Regions from separate parts of the Mus musculus genome. Here region 1 is linked to region 2. The links are chromatin contacts, called in public promoter capture Hi-C maps. All regions are on one chromosome and are shown on one strand. The core of a region is the stretch at or near the end of the contact, and the rest is flanking DNA. Distances in the headings are between cores, read along the strand shown.

The links. Capture Hi-C pulls out chosen DNA fragments and counts their contacts.
Region 1: a contact with region 2 is called in a promoter capture Hi-C map of adipose tissue. The contact joins the promoter of Zfp763 here to the promoter of Zfp799 in region 2. A contact is called at or near these places in 4 of 39 promoter capture datasets (hippocampal neurons, liver and macrophages) and 3 of 9 other capture datasets (adipose tissue, liver and pancreatic islet).

The regions. Positions count from the first base shown.
Region 1 is chr17:33,030,800-33,037,773 of GRCm38.p6, forward strand. Zfp763 (zinc finger protein 763) reads right to left here and starts at 2,582. Exons shown (of 4, transcript NM_028543.3): 1 at 2,483-2,582. The coding sequence starts at 2,503.
Region 2 is chr17:32,827,357-32,834,020 of GRCm38.p6, forward strand. Zfp799 (zinc finger protein 799) reads right to left here and starts at 2,905. Exons shown (of 4, transcript NM_177359.5): 1 at 2,733-2,905. The coding sequence starts at 2,735.

The DNA of each region.
Region 1 (6,974 bases), core at 1,332-3,831, 200 kb after region 2:
CAGCAGACTCTTTAAGCAAGGATAAAAGGCAGCAACACTCTTCACTAAAACATCATAAGAACGAACTCCAGAGATTGAATCACCCTCAGCCCAATGTCTTCCATATTCCTGCTAGGATGGCCCATTAAGTCCCACTTAAAGCATTCCATGACTTTGCAAATCCCAAGTCCCCAAATCTACATTCCTCCAAACAAAAACACGGTCAGGTCTATTCCCAGCAACACCCCACTCCTGAATTGAAAATATAATGACTGGAGGATATGAGCAGTACCGTGAAATGCTGTGTTCAGTGCATGGCACGGCTGCTGCATACACGAGTTAACAATAGCTTGTGGTTACCCACACAAATACTGCATGAAATCATGCCAGTAAAATAACTCCAGCAATGGACTTGGGAGTGGCTTCCAAAGCCCCACCATTAACTGAGAGGCAACTGCTGGAATTTCAGGATTTCACTATGATCAGCAATGGCTCATATTTTTAATCCCCTCAACACCATTTCTAAACTCCTTCTCTTATATGTGATTATTTTTCCCATATAAGGAAGACAGTTAGGTCTTCTACTCTAATCACCCCCTTGTACGTGGTGTGCTTGAGCATGCATCCTCACATGGGCACAGGCACATGCGCACTTGCTTGCACACACACTCACACACACACACACACACCTGACATTCGAATGGACAATTGTTAACAAACATTTGTATGTCTTTAATGTGTAACTCTTATTGCAATAAACTATATAACTATATTTTGCTTGATTTCCTTTTTTTTAATTTATTTTTTATACACATAAAAAATATGTGTGTCTGTGTATGGTTGTGTGTTTACAATTTGTGTGCAGGCTCTAGAGGCCAGAGAAGAATGTCAGGAGTTGGATTTACAAGTGTTTGTGAGCTGCCCAACCTGGCTCTGGGAACAGAATCCAGGTTCCCTTGCAAAAGTGGTAAGCATTCTTGACAATTGAGTCATCCGACTCTTGAGATCCTACACTTTCATTTTACTTTGGTATTATTTTCTCTTTGAATTCTATTAGAAAATCAAAAATGCTCTTTTCTAAATACTGTGTCCCAAGACTTTAAAAAAATTCATTGTACAAGTAATTTAAATTTATTTTCAAATAATAGTATAACTATAACCATGTTTCATAACAATGTTACCCTCTCCAAGGTCCTTCTCATTTTAGTATGTAACTGCTCATTATTTTACCTATAATTAGCTAAAATTGTTATTTTACTTATAATTAGCTAAAATTACCTAGTACCTGCTAACGTTCCCATCAATTTGAGCATGAATACAATACAGAGAGAATTTTAAAAAGTAGTCATTTTCTTTGTATTATTTAATACTTTTTATGCATAGCAGGATATAAAATCAATATACAGTAAGCAATGTCATTTCTCTACTCCAATAAAGACTAGAGTGGAAGGGAAAATCAGAAACAAAATACCATTCATGGTAACGGGAAAAGAATTAGAAATAAAGCCCAGTAAAAGGGTAAAAAGACTTCAGCGATGACAACTTCAAATAGTAAAGAAATAGAATACTCAAGTCCACGAAGTGGCAGAAATAATACTGTTCAAATGAATATTCTACTGAAAATACCAACTCCCCCACACCCCTAAAAGAATGTCATCTGGTAAATACTGATCAAATACTCTTAGTCACAATTTCTTCTATTTGGAGAACCGGCCTCCAGCACACAAGCAAACGATGTAGATTGGCAAGCACCTGATCTACTTTACAGGGCTCACAAAAACGAAGTCTAGGAAAGCTTTTTAAAAACCCGAATTTTGGCTTCAGAAATGGTCAGGGGGAAAAAACCCATCATTGTACTTCTCTACTTTCTCTAAGATTGAAAAATTTGGCCTACTCACAGACGGCACAATTAAATACTCTTTAATCTCATCTTTAAAGGGCAGCGCGCGCGCGCACACACACACACACACACACACACACACACACACACACACACACACACACACACAGAGAGAGAGAGAGAGAGAGAGAGAGAGAGAGAGAGAGAGAGAGAGAGAGAGAGAGAGATTAATAAGTTCTCCCGGCCTAGTGTTCAACTGCAGTACTGTGAAGAATATAATTTACAAAGGCGATGAGAGAAAAGAATCGAAAGCAGCAGAGATATGCCTATAAGGCATACGAGCAACTGCTCACACCACCCAAGTCCCCTTACACCACAGTCTGGACTCCGCGTCACCAACCTGCAGTGCTGCAGTGTCTGCGGAGGCGCAGGTTCCAGGTGAGGACTAACCCCATGAAGATAGGGGCCTGGAACGAAGTAGCTTCCCTAGGACAGAACAGAGCGGGCTCCGGTGCCCGGTCGCCTGCTCTGCGCACAATTCCAGTGTCCCGCTCCAAGGCACACTAGGCTGCACAGCACCAAGGGAACGGCAGGCAACAGCGCCACAGACTGCAGTGTCACAAAGCTTTCACTTACGACTCCAGGAGCCCAAGGCATACTCACCATTTCCTCTTTCATATGCATCCAGGTGTTCTTCCTAATAGGCCTAAATACAGGAGATATAGTCCAGCCCCAACACCACCACAGACCTTCTCAACAACACAGGACTCAAACATGGCGGCAAGGGCGGGACCTTCCGAATGTACCGGTTCGTCATTGGACAGTTCATGAATAGCAGTAACAGCATCCCTGATTGAGGAAAGATAGTGACAGCCTTGAGCTTAAATGCCTTAATTAATAACATTCCTCTTTCCCAGTGCAGTTAGAATAGCGGATTCTTTTGTACGCCAGTTTTTTTGTTTGTTTGTTTGTTTGTTTTCCTTTTGTTTTTTAAGTGGACTAAGCCGGTTCCGACCTGTTTTATAACTTTGCCTTTAAGGGGAACAGGCTACTTTATGCACTTTGTTCTTGTGAACTCTGGGGCCCTCTACTGCTTTGATTACAGTGTCCAAGTTTGCCCTGCACATTTTTGATTCAAGTTCTTAATGGGAAGACCCACAGAATCAAAGATCTGTCCAGAGACAGGAACCAGGAGATCCTACTATGCAAACTCATGACTTTGGAATGAGGTAAAAGTGTTGTAAAGCTCTCTCACACGTTATGTTTCAATTTATTGATTTTGTTTGCTTGTTTTTATTGTTGTTTTGAGGCAGAATCTCTGCTATGTAGCTGTGGCTGTCTAAGTACTCACCATATACACCAGGCTTGTCGCGGATTTACAGTAATCCAACTGCCTTTGCTTCCAGAATGCTGGAATTTAAAGGTGTGGGCCACTATGCACTGCTACTCAACCAATCCATTTTTTTAATCAATAAAATTAGAGCAACAACCAATGAATACAATTATTGAATTACAGAAACACGAAGTTACATAGCAGTAATATTCAACATAGAATTCAAGACATATATAGAGTAACTCTTCAATTCAGACAAAAAATTTCCTTGGCTCAAAATCCAGAGGGATGTCTACATCTACAAATATACACATACATCACAACCGTCAACATCACAGTGACAAACAGCCCTTCTGTAGTGCTGAGGTAGAGACAACTAGGAAGTCTGGGAACTCACAGAGGATGCCTTCTATTGCTTCCTGTGGTGGTGGTGGTGGTGGTGGCAACCTCTTTCAACACCTTCATTTAGGTGCTTCTCAGCCATTCGGTATTCCTCAGGTGAGAATTCTTTGTTTAGCTCTGTACCTCAATTTTTAATAGAGTTATTTGATTTTCTGGAGTCCAACTTCTTGAGCTCTTTACATATATTGGACATTAGCCCCCTATCAGATTTAGGATTGGTAAAGATCTTTTCCCATTCTGTTGGTTACCTTTTTGTCTTATTGACAGTGTCTTTTGCCTTACAGAAGCTTTGCAATTTTATGAGGTCCCCTTCCCCCCACCAGACTCAGAAAATCTGGAGGGGAACTAGAAACCAAGAGAGAAATACCCATCCAACAAAGAAATCCAACAAAAGAAATCCAACAAAAGAAATCCAACAAAAGAAATCCAACAAAAGAAATCCAACAAAGAAATCCAGAAGTCAGCACCTGGATCTGTAATTCATCCAAAATCAGATGCCTACACTTAATCATAAAAACACCACCAATAACAGTGAGGCTACAACATGTCTCCACTAAAGTCCAACTATCCTAACCACAGCAGGCCCTGAATATTCAATCCGACATAGCTGAAGCACAATGAAAAGACCATAAAACTGACTGTATGAAGATGATAGATGTTCTTGGGATGAAAATAAATAAATTCTCTAAAGATGGCCAAGAAAACACACACAAATCGTGGAAATAAATAAATTTAACTGTTCAAGACCTGAAAATGAACATAAAAGCAGTAAAGAAAACACAAACTGAGGGAATTCTAGAAATTAAAAAAAATAATGAATTCAAACATGCACTACAGAGGCAAACTTCACTACCAGAATACAAGAGGATGTCAAGTATTAAAGATACAATAAAAAATGAATACATTAGACAAAGAAAATGCTAAATCTAAAAACGTCCTGATACAAAACATTCAGAAAATCTAGGACGGCTATTAAAAAAATCAAACCTAAGAATAATAAAAATAGAGGAAGACGAAGGATCCCACCTCACAGGCCCAGAAAATATTTTCAACAAGACCATCAAAGAAAAATTTTCCTAATATAAAGGACATGCCCATAAACATAGAGAACACCAAACAGACTAGACCAGAAAAGAAAGTCTCCTCACCACATAATAATCAAAACACTAAACATACAGAACAACAACAAAAAGAATATTAAAAGTTGCAAGGACCCTGATATAGCTGTCTCGTGTGAGGCTATGCCAGTGCCTGGCAAATACAGAAGTGGATGCTCACAGTCATCTATTGGATGGAACACAGGGCCCCCAATGGAGGAGCTAGAGAAAGTACCCAAGGAGCTGAAGGGGTCTGCAACCCTATAGGAGGATCAACAATATGAACTAACCAGTACCCCCAGAGCTCGTGTCTCTAGCTGCATATGTAGCAGAAGATGGACTAGTTGGCCATCATTGGGAGGAGAGGCCCTTGTTCTTGCAAAAATTATATGCCCCAGTACAGGGGAATGCCAGGGCCAGGAAGCGTGCGTGGGTGGGTTGGGGAGCAGGGTGGTGGTGGTGAGGGTATAGGGGACTTTCGGGATAGCATTTGAAATGAAAATGAAGAAAATATCTAATAAAATAAAATAAAAGTTGCAAGGGAAAAAGACCAATTATAATATAAAGGTATATATATTAGAATTATACCTGACTTCTCAATGGAGACTCCAAAAACCTGAAGGACCTGGATAGAAGAAAAATTCCAACCTATAAAGATTAACTTACCTATGAAAACACAGAGAATAAAATAACCTCAGACCTGCAAAATCAAAAAAAGGGAAACACACACAGTCTCTGTCTGTATGTCTCTGTTTCTGTCTCTTCTTCTCCACTATCACAACCAAAATAACAAGAATCAACAATGGGTCATTGATATCTCTAAATATTAAGTGTTTCAATCCCCCAATAAAAAGAGACAGACTAACGAAATGGATGCAAAACCAGGATCCACCATCTGCTGTATATAAGAACAACTCCTCAAGATCAAGAATTGACATCACCTCAGGGTAAAGGGGTAGAAAAAGATTTTCCAAGCAAATGAACCTAACAAGCAAGCTGGCGGAGCCATTTTAGTTTCAAATAAAATAGACTTCAAACCTAAAGTAATCAAAAGAGATAGAGAAGGATACTTCATACTACTGGAAGAAAAAAATCCACAAAGATGACATTTCAATTCTTAAAATCTATGTACCAAACACAAGGATACCAAAGTTTGTAAAAGAAATTCTAGTACAGTTTAACACACATATTGTCCCTCACACACTGATAGTGAGAGACTTCAAATACCCAATCTCTCCAATAGACAGGTTATCCAGGCAAAAAATGAATAGAAAAATACTGGAACTAAAAGATCTTATAAAGCAAATGGACCTAACAGATATTTACAGAAATTTTCATCTTAACACAGAAGAATAAATCATCTTCTCTGCATCTCATGAAACTTTCTCCAAAACTGAATACTTGGACACAAGGCAAGTCTCAACGAATACAAGAAAACTGAGATAACTCCATGCTTTTCTTCAGACCACAAATTAAAGCTGGATATCAACAACGACAAAACAACAGAAAGCTCACAAACTAATGGAAACTGAACAACTCTCTACTAAAAGAGAATGGGTCAAGACAGAAATAAGGAAAGAAATTAAAGACTTTGTAGAATTCAATGAAAACGAATGAACAGCATACCCAAACTTATGGGACATAATGAAAACACTTATAAGAGGCAAGTTCATAGCATAGCATCAAGTGCCCACATTTTTTTTTTAAATGATAACTGGAGAGAACTTATACTATCAACTTAATCCACATGAAATCTCTAGAACAAAAAGAATTAATCACATCAAGAGTAGAATGCAAGAAATAATCAACTCAGGCATAAAATCAATAAAATAGAAACAAAGAGAACAATAAAGGTTCAATGAAACAAAGAGTTGGTTCTTTGAGAAAATCAGCAAGACAGACAAACACATATGCAGACTTATTAAAAGACAGAGATAGAATATACAAATTAGAGAAATAAGAAATGAAAGGGGAGCAGGGCGTGGTGGCGCACGCCTTTAATCCCAGCACTTGGGAGGCAGGGGCAGGCGAATTTCTGAGTTTGAGGCCAGCCTGGTCTACAAAGTGAGTTTCAGGACAGCCAGGGATACACAGAGAAACCCTGTCTCGAAAAACCAAAAAAAAAAAAAAAAAAAAAAAAAAAAAAGAAAAGAAATGAAAGGGGTACATAATACCAGACATCAAGGACATCTAGACTCCTAAAGCACACTTTAAAAACCTGTATTCCACAAAACTGTAAAATCTAAAAAAAAAAGGATAATTTTTGATAGGTAGCACTTACCAAAATTAAACAAAATCAGACAATTTAAATAGACCTATATAT
Region 2 (6,664 bases), core at 1,655-4,154:
CCAGGGAGTGGTCCTCTAACTTACATACATACTCCATGACACACAGACCACCCCCATACACAGTAAATAATGAAATGGCTTTAAAAGTTGTGATTGCTATGTATGGTAGATTTTATGTATTTATTTTGAGTCAGAGTCTTACTGTCAAGCTCTGGCTGGCCTGAAACTCACTATGTGACCAGGCTGGCCTATCAACTAGCCTTTGCTTCCTTATTCACCACTGTTTTTTTTTTCCCCATTTTTTATTAGATATTTTCTTTATATACATTTCAAATTTCAAATGCTATCCCGAAAGTTCCCTATACCCTCCCCCCACCCTGCTCCCCTACCCACCCTCTCCTGCTTCTTGGCCCTGGCATTCCCCTGTACTGGGGCATATAAAGTTTGCAATACCAAGGGGCCTCTCTTTCCAGTGATGGCCAATTAGGCCATCTTCTGCTACATATCTCTGCAGCTAGAGACACAAGCTCTGGGGGTACTGGTTAGTTCATATTGTTGTTCTACCTATAGGGTTGCAGACCCCTTCAGCTCCTTGGGTACTTTCTCTAGCTTCTCCATTGGGGGCCCTGTGTTCCATCTTATAGATGACTGTGAGCATCAACTTCTGTATTTGCCAGGCACTGGCATAGTCTCACAAGAGACAGCTCTATCAGGGTCCTTTCAGCAAAATCTTGCTGGCATATGCAATAGTGTCTGGGTTTGGTGGATGATTATGGGATGGATCCCCGGGTGGGGTAGTCTCTGGTCTGGATAGTCCATCCTTTCGTCTTAGCTCCAAACTTTGTCTCTATAACTCCTTTCACGGGTATTTTGTTCCCTATTCTAAGGAGGAACGAAGTATCCACCCATTGGTCTTCCCTCTTCTTGATTTTCTTGTGTTTTGCAAATTGTATCTTGGGTGTTCTATGCTTCATTCACCACTGTTTTTAACTTCCTTCAAGAGAAGCCCTCTGGCCATCTGTAGGGAAGCTTTTCAATCTTCCATGTGGGGCTTTATTCTATTGCAATAGCCCATTCATATCCAGTCATGTCTTACCCCATGAAGATTTTTTCATGTTAAAACGTTTAGAAACAATCCAAGGCAGTAATACTTATGATAAAGACCAATCTGAGCAAGCCATGCACGTGACCAGTAATACTTATGATAAAGACCAATCTGAGCGAGCCATGCACGTGACCAGTAATACTTATGATAAAGACCAATCTGAGCAAGCCATGCACGTGACCAGTAATACTTATGATAAGGACCAATCTGAGCGAGCCATGCACGTGACCAGTAATACGTATGATAAAAACCAATCTGAGCGAGCCATGCACGTGACCAGTAATACGTATGATAAAAACCAATCTGAGCGAGCCATGCACGTGACCAGTAATACTTATGATAAAGACCAATCTGAGCAAGCCATGCACGTGACCAGTAATACTTATGATAAGGACCAATCTGAGCAAGCCATGCACGTGAATTTTCCTTTTCAGTAAGTCCAGCAATGTCAAAAGGGTTTGGAAAGTCAGGCATTTATTGAGAGTTATAAGAATCCTTAGGCTAAGAATACAAGTCATGGAATTTAGAGGAAACTTCCCTTGAGTGAAACCCATAGGCATGTTCTCATAGGACTAGCGGATGTCACTGAAATGTGAGAGAAGACAGGGTGGGGTGGGGCTGTTCTGGGATACTCTGTGCTTTGGGAACTATCAGCTTTCTGGCCTACATGACTGTTTTGTTAAGCAAAAACTCTGCACTGGTTTATTCTGAATATCAATATCAACAAAGAACAAATAAAGGCACAATTTAATAATCTGTCTCAATAATGACGCCTGACAATATACCAAATCATATATACATGCACATAAAACTCACCAGCCTAACCAGATATAACCCCCTGCCTGAGACTATAGAAACTGCAACAAGCTGGTTGACGGGTCATAGGGTCAATTGTCAAAAGCCAGAAAACTTATCACAGGAAAAGCCCCGTCTCTACCCTAGGACTCCAGCTCTAGGACCTCAGCTCACTTCAAACAGGCCTTCTAACAACAGCCTGTGCTCGGAACGTGCATTGGACATTCTACACCCTCACTGATAAGTCTTACCAGTTCTCTGCCTCCAACTTGAGAACCTCCTATATTTTCAGCCTTTCTAACCATTTAGTAACTTGCACTTTGTATACCATTGTGTTAAATGGTCATGTGTTACCTGCCTATTGATAGTAATACTTAAGATAGGGATAAATGCATCGTGGTTGCCAATGGCCAGCTCTCAAGGATAACCAGGTGTACTCATCAAATCCTAGCCGATAAAGGCTGAGAAATGACTGACTGTTAAGTAAATTGGGACACTGAGCAGACATAAATGCAGCCTACTTTTTTTTTTTTTTTTTTTTTTTTTTTTTTTTTTTTGACAACGTGCATAGAACCCGGGCTCACCTCGCGGTTTTCCTACAAATCCCCTTACAAGAGCCCAAACCCACGGTTCCCCACGACTCTCCGCCTACACCTCCCAGACTGCGGAGACGCAGGCTGCAAGCGCCCAGCTGACCTGAGACCCCGCAGCACTGAGCTCTCAGCAAAGGACAGGACCGCAGCTCTGCCTGCTGGTCCAGCTCCATCCAGAGGGACCCGGGCAGCGCGGCCCAGCAGAGCAGATGAGATGCAGACTCAGCTGCCCTGGAAGGCCGCGTCCCCACTGCCGCCTCCGCTTACAGTAGCCTCCTCCCTACAGCCTGCGCACGCACCATTTCCAGTCACCGGGTGTCCAGGTGACCTCCTGCGATTCCCGCTGTCAGTAGGGGGGACAGAGATACCGAGGAGAGAGACCTGGGGGCCGCAGTCAAAGACACAGGACGACAATATGGCGGGGACACACAATGGCACCCCAAATGTTGTGCTTTCTACGTCACCGAAGACCGAAACTCCTCATTGGGCAGTTCACACAGCTACCAAACGTTCTCCTTGATTGGCCAACAATCCGTGAGCCTGCCTCCTGAATCCTGAGTGACAATAGAAACATCTCCTTCCTCCCTGGAAGACTTCACAGTTGACCCTGGTTCCTACTCTGGAGAGCACCTGGCCCCACCAAGGTTTTTTCTCAGATGCACTACTTTTATCGTTCCTTTTTGGTACATTTATTTATAGCTCATGTTTCAATATCACCACACAAGATATTTTGATGATCCCAGAAGGGCAAAAGTCAAAGGGTTGGGGCTAGGGAGATGGCTCCTTTGAAGTTCTTCTGGAGAACTCGGGTTGGCTTTCCAGAACCTCATCGTGGTTCACAATTGTCTGTAACTCTTAATTCCAGGGGATCTGATGCCTGATGCCCTATTTTTGCCTCCAAGGGCACCATGCATGCAATGGGTGCACAAACCATACCTGCAGGAAAAATATACCTGCACACACACACAAAATAATAAAATGAAAAAAATAAAAATAATCAGCCTCCTTCCTCAAAAGCACAGGTCTTCCAAACCCCCTCATGTATCATCTCATCAAACAAGCAAGCGACAACAAATTTCTGCTTTGTGTTGGCCAGCTGCTCCCACATACGGGGCCTCATTTGGAGTGTGGTTGATGTTCCCTGTGTCACTCCATTAAGGAAAAACAATTTTCGCTCTCCTAGCATCTTGATTAGGAGTGGGACTTTGCTACCACTTCCCCTTCCCTGGGCTGGGATTTTTGTCTAACTTTATTGAACTTATGTAGGTCTTGTACATGTAGCCACTGTCTCTCTGAGTTCTTATGTGCACCAACCCTGCTTATCTGGAAAACACTGTTTTCTTGAAGTCACCCATCTCCTCTGGTCTTACAAACATTACACTGCCTCTTCTACAGAGATCTCTACCTTCATTAGATTTTTTTTTCCTTTTTTGATTCTTCAGCTAAGACAGTAAGAAATATGATGTCATACAGACCCTAAGAAAACACAAATGCCAGCCCAGGCTACTATATCCAGCAAAACTCTCAATTACCATAGATGGAGAGAGCAAGATAGTCCATGACAAAAACAAATTTACACAATATCTTTCCAAAAATCCAGACCTAAAAAGGATAATAGAAGGAAAACTCCAACACAAGAAAGGAAAGTACACCCTAGAAAAAGCAAGACAGTAATCTTCTTTCAACAAACCCAAAAGAAGACAGCCACACAAACATAATTCCACCTCAAACAACAAAAATATCAGGAATCAACAATCACTATTTCTTAATATCTCTTAACACCAATGGACTCAATTCCTCAATAAAAAGACATAGACTAACAGACTGGATACATAAACAATCCAGAATTTTGCTGCATACAGGAATTGCACCTCAGTGTCAAAGACAGACACTACCTCAGAGAAAAGGGTTGCAAAACAATTTTCCAAGACAATGGTCCCCAAAACAAGCTGGAGTAGCCATTCTAATATCAAATAAAATTGACTGTCAACCTAAAATTATCATAAAAGATAAGGAAGGACACTTCATACTCATCAAAGGAAAAATCTACCAAGAAGAGCTCTCAATTCTGAACATTTATGCTCCAAATGCAAGGGTACCCACATTCATAAAAGAAACTTCACTAAAGCTCAACACCCCACTCTCAGCAATAGACAGATCATGGAAACAGAAACTAAACAGAGACACAGTGTAACTAACAGAAGTTATGGACCAAATAGATTTAACAGATATCTACAGAATATTTCATCCTAAAACAAAAGGATATACCTTCTTCTCAGCACCTCATGGTATGTTCTCCAAAACTGACCATATAATCCATCACAAAACAGGCCTCAGCAGATACAAGAAGACTGAAATAATCTCATGCACCCTATCAGATCACCATGGACTAAGGCTGGTCTTCAACAACAACAAAAACAACAGAAAGCCGACATACCCATAGAAGCTGAACAACACTCTGCTCAATGATAACTTGGACAAGGAACAAATAAAGAAAAAACTTTTTAGAATTTAATGAAAATGAAAGCACAACATTACCCCAAATTATAGGACACAATGAAAGCAGTGCTAAGAGGAAAACTCATAGCACTGAGTGCCTCCAAAAAGAAACTGGAGAGAGCATACACTAGCAGCTTTCAGCACACCTAAAAACTCTAGGACAAAAGGAAACAAATTCACCCAAGAGGAGTAGATGGCAACAAATAATCAAACTTGGGGCTGAAATCAACCAAGCAGAAACAAAAAGAGCTATATTTTTGTATAGTTTTTTGTTAATTCTTTAACAAACAAACCCAGGAGCTGGTTCTTTGAAAAATTCAACAAGATAGATAAATCCTTAGCCAGCCTAACCAGAGGCACAGAGACAGTATCCAAATTAACAAAATCAGAAATGAAAAGAGAGATATAACAAAAGAAACTGAGGAATCCAAAAAACAAAACAAAACAAAAAAATCAGATCCTACTACAAAAGCCTATACTCAACAAAACTGGAAATTATGATGAAATGGACAATTTTCTAGACAGATACCAATTACCAAAGTTAAATCAGGATCAGATAAACCATCTAAACAGTCCCATAACCCCTAAAGAAATAGAAACAGCCATTTATAGTCTCCCAAGCAAAAAAAAAAAAAAAAAAGCCCAGGACCAGATGGGTTTAGTAAAGCATTCTATCAGACCTTCAAAGAATACAAATACTCTTCAAAATTTGTTTCACAAAATAGAAACAGAAGGAACACTACTCATTTAGTTCAATGCAGCCACAATTATGCATATACCTAAAACACACAGAGATCCAACAACGAAAGAAAACTTCAGACCAATTTCCCTTATGAACATTGATGCAAAAATACTCAATAAAATTCTTGCCAACCGAATCCAAGAACTCACAAAATGATCATTCACCACCATCAAGTAGGCTTCATGCCAGGGACACAGGGATGGCTCAATATATGGAAATCCAACAACGTAATCCACTATGTAAACAAACTCAAAGAAAAAACTGCATGATTATTTCACTAGACACTACAAAAGCATTTGACAAAATTCAACATTCCTTCATGTTAATAGTCTTGGAAAGATCAGGAATTCAAGGCCCATACCTAAACAAAATAAAAGCAATATACAGCAAACCAGTAGCCAACATCAAACTAAATGGAGAGAGACCTGAAGCAATCCCACTAAAATCAGGGACTAGACAAGGCTGTCCACTCTCTCCCTATCTATTCAATATAGTACGTGAAGTCCTAGCCAGAGCAATTCGACAACAAAAGGAGATAAAGGGGATACAAATTGGAAAGGAAGAAGTAAAAATATCACTATTTGCAGATGATATGATAGTATATATAGGTTACCCCCAAAATTCCACCAGAGAACTCCTAAACCTGATAAACAGCTTCAGTGCAGTAGCTGGATATAAAATTAACTCAAACAAACCAGTGGCCTTTCTCTACACAAAGGATAAACGGGACAAGCAAGAAATTAGGGAAACAACACCCTTCACAATAGTCACAAATAATATAAAATACCTTGGTGTGACTCTAACTAAGGAAGTGAAAGATCTGTATGATAAGAACTTCAAGTCTCTGAAGAAAGAAATCAAAAAAGATCTCAGAAGATGAAAAGATCTCCCATGCTCATGGATTGGCAGGATTAATATAGTCAAAATGGCCATCCTGCTGAAAGCAATATACAGATTCAATGCAATCCCCATCAAAATTCAAACTCAATT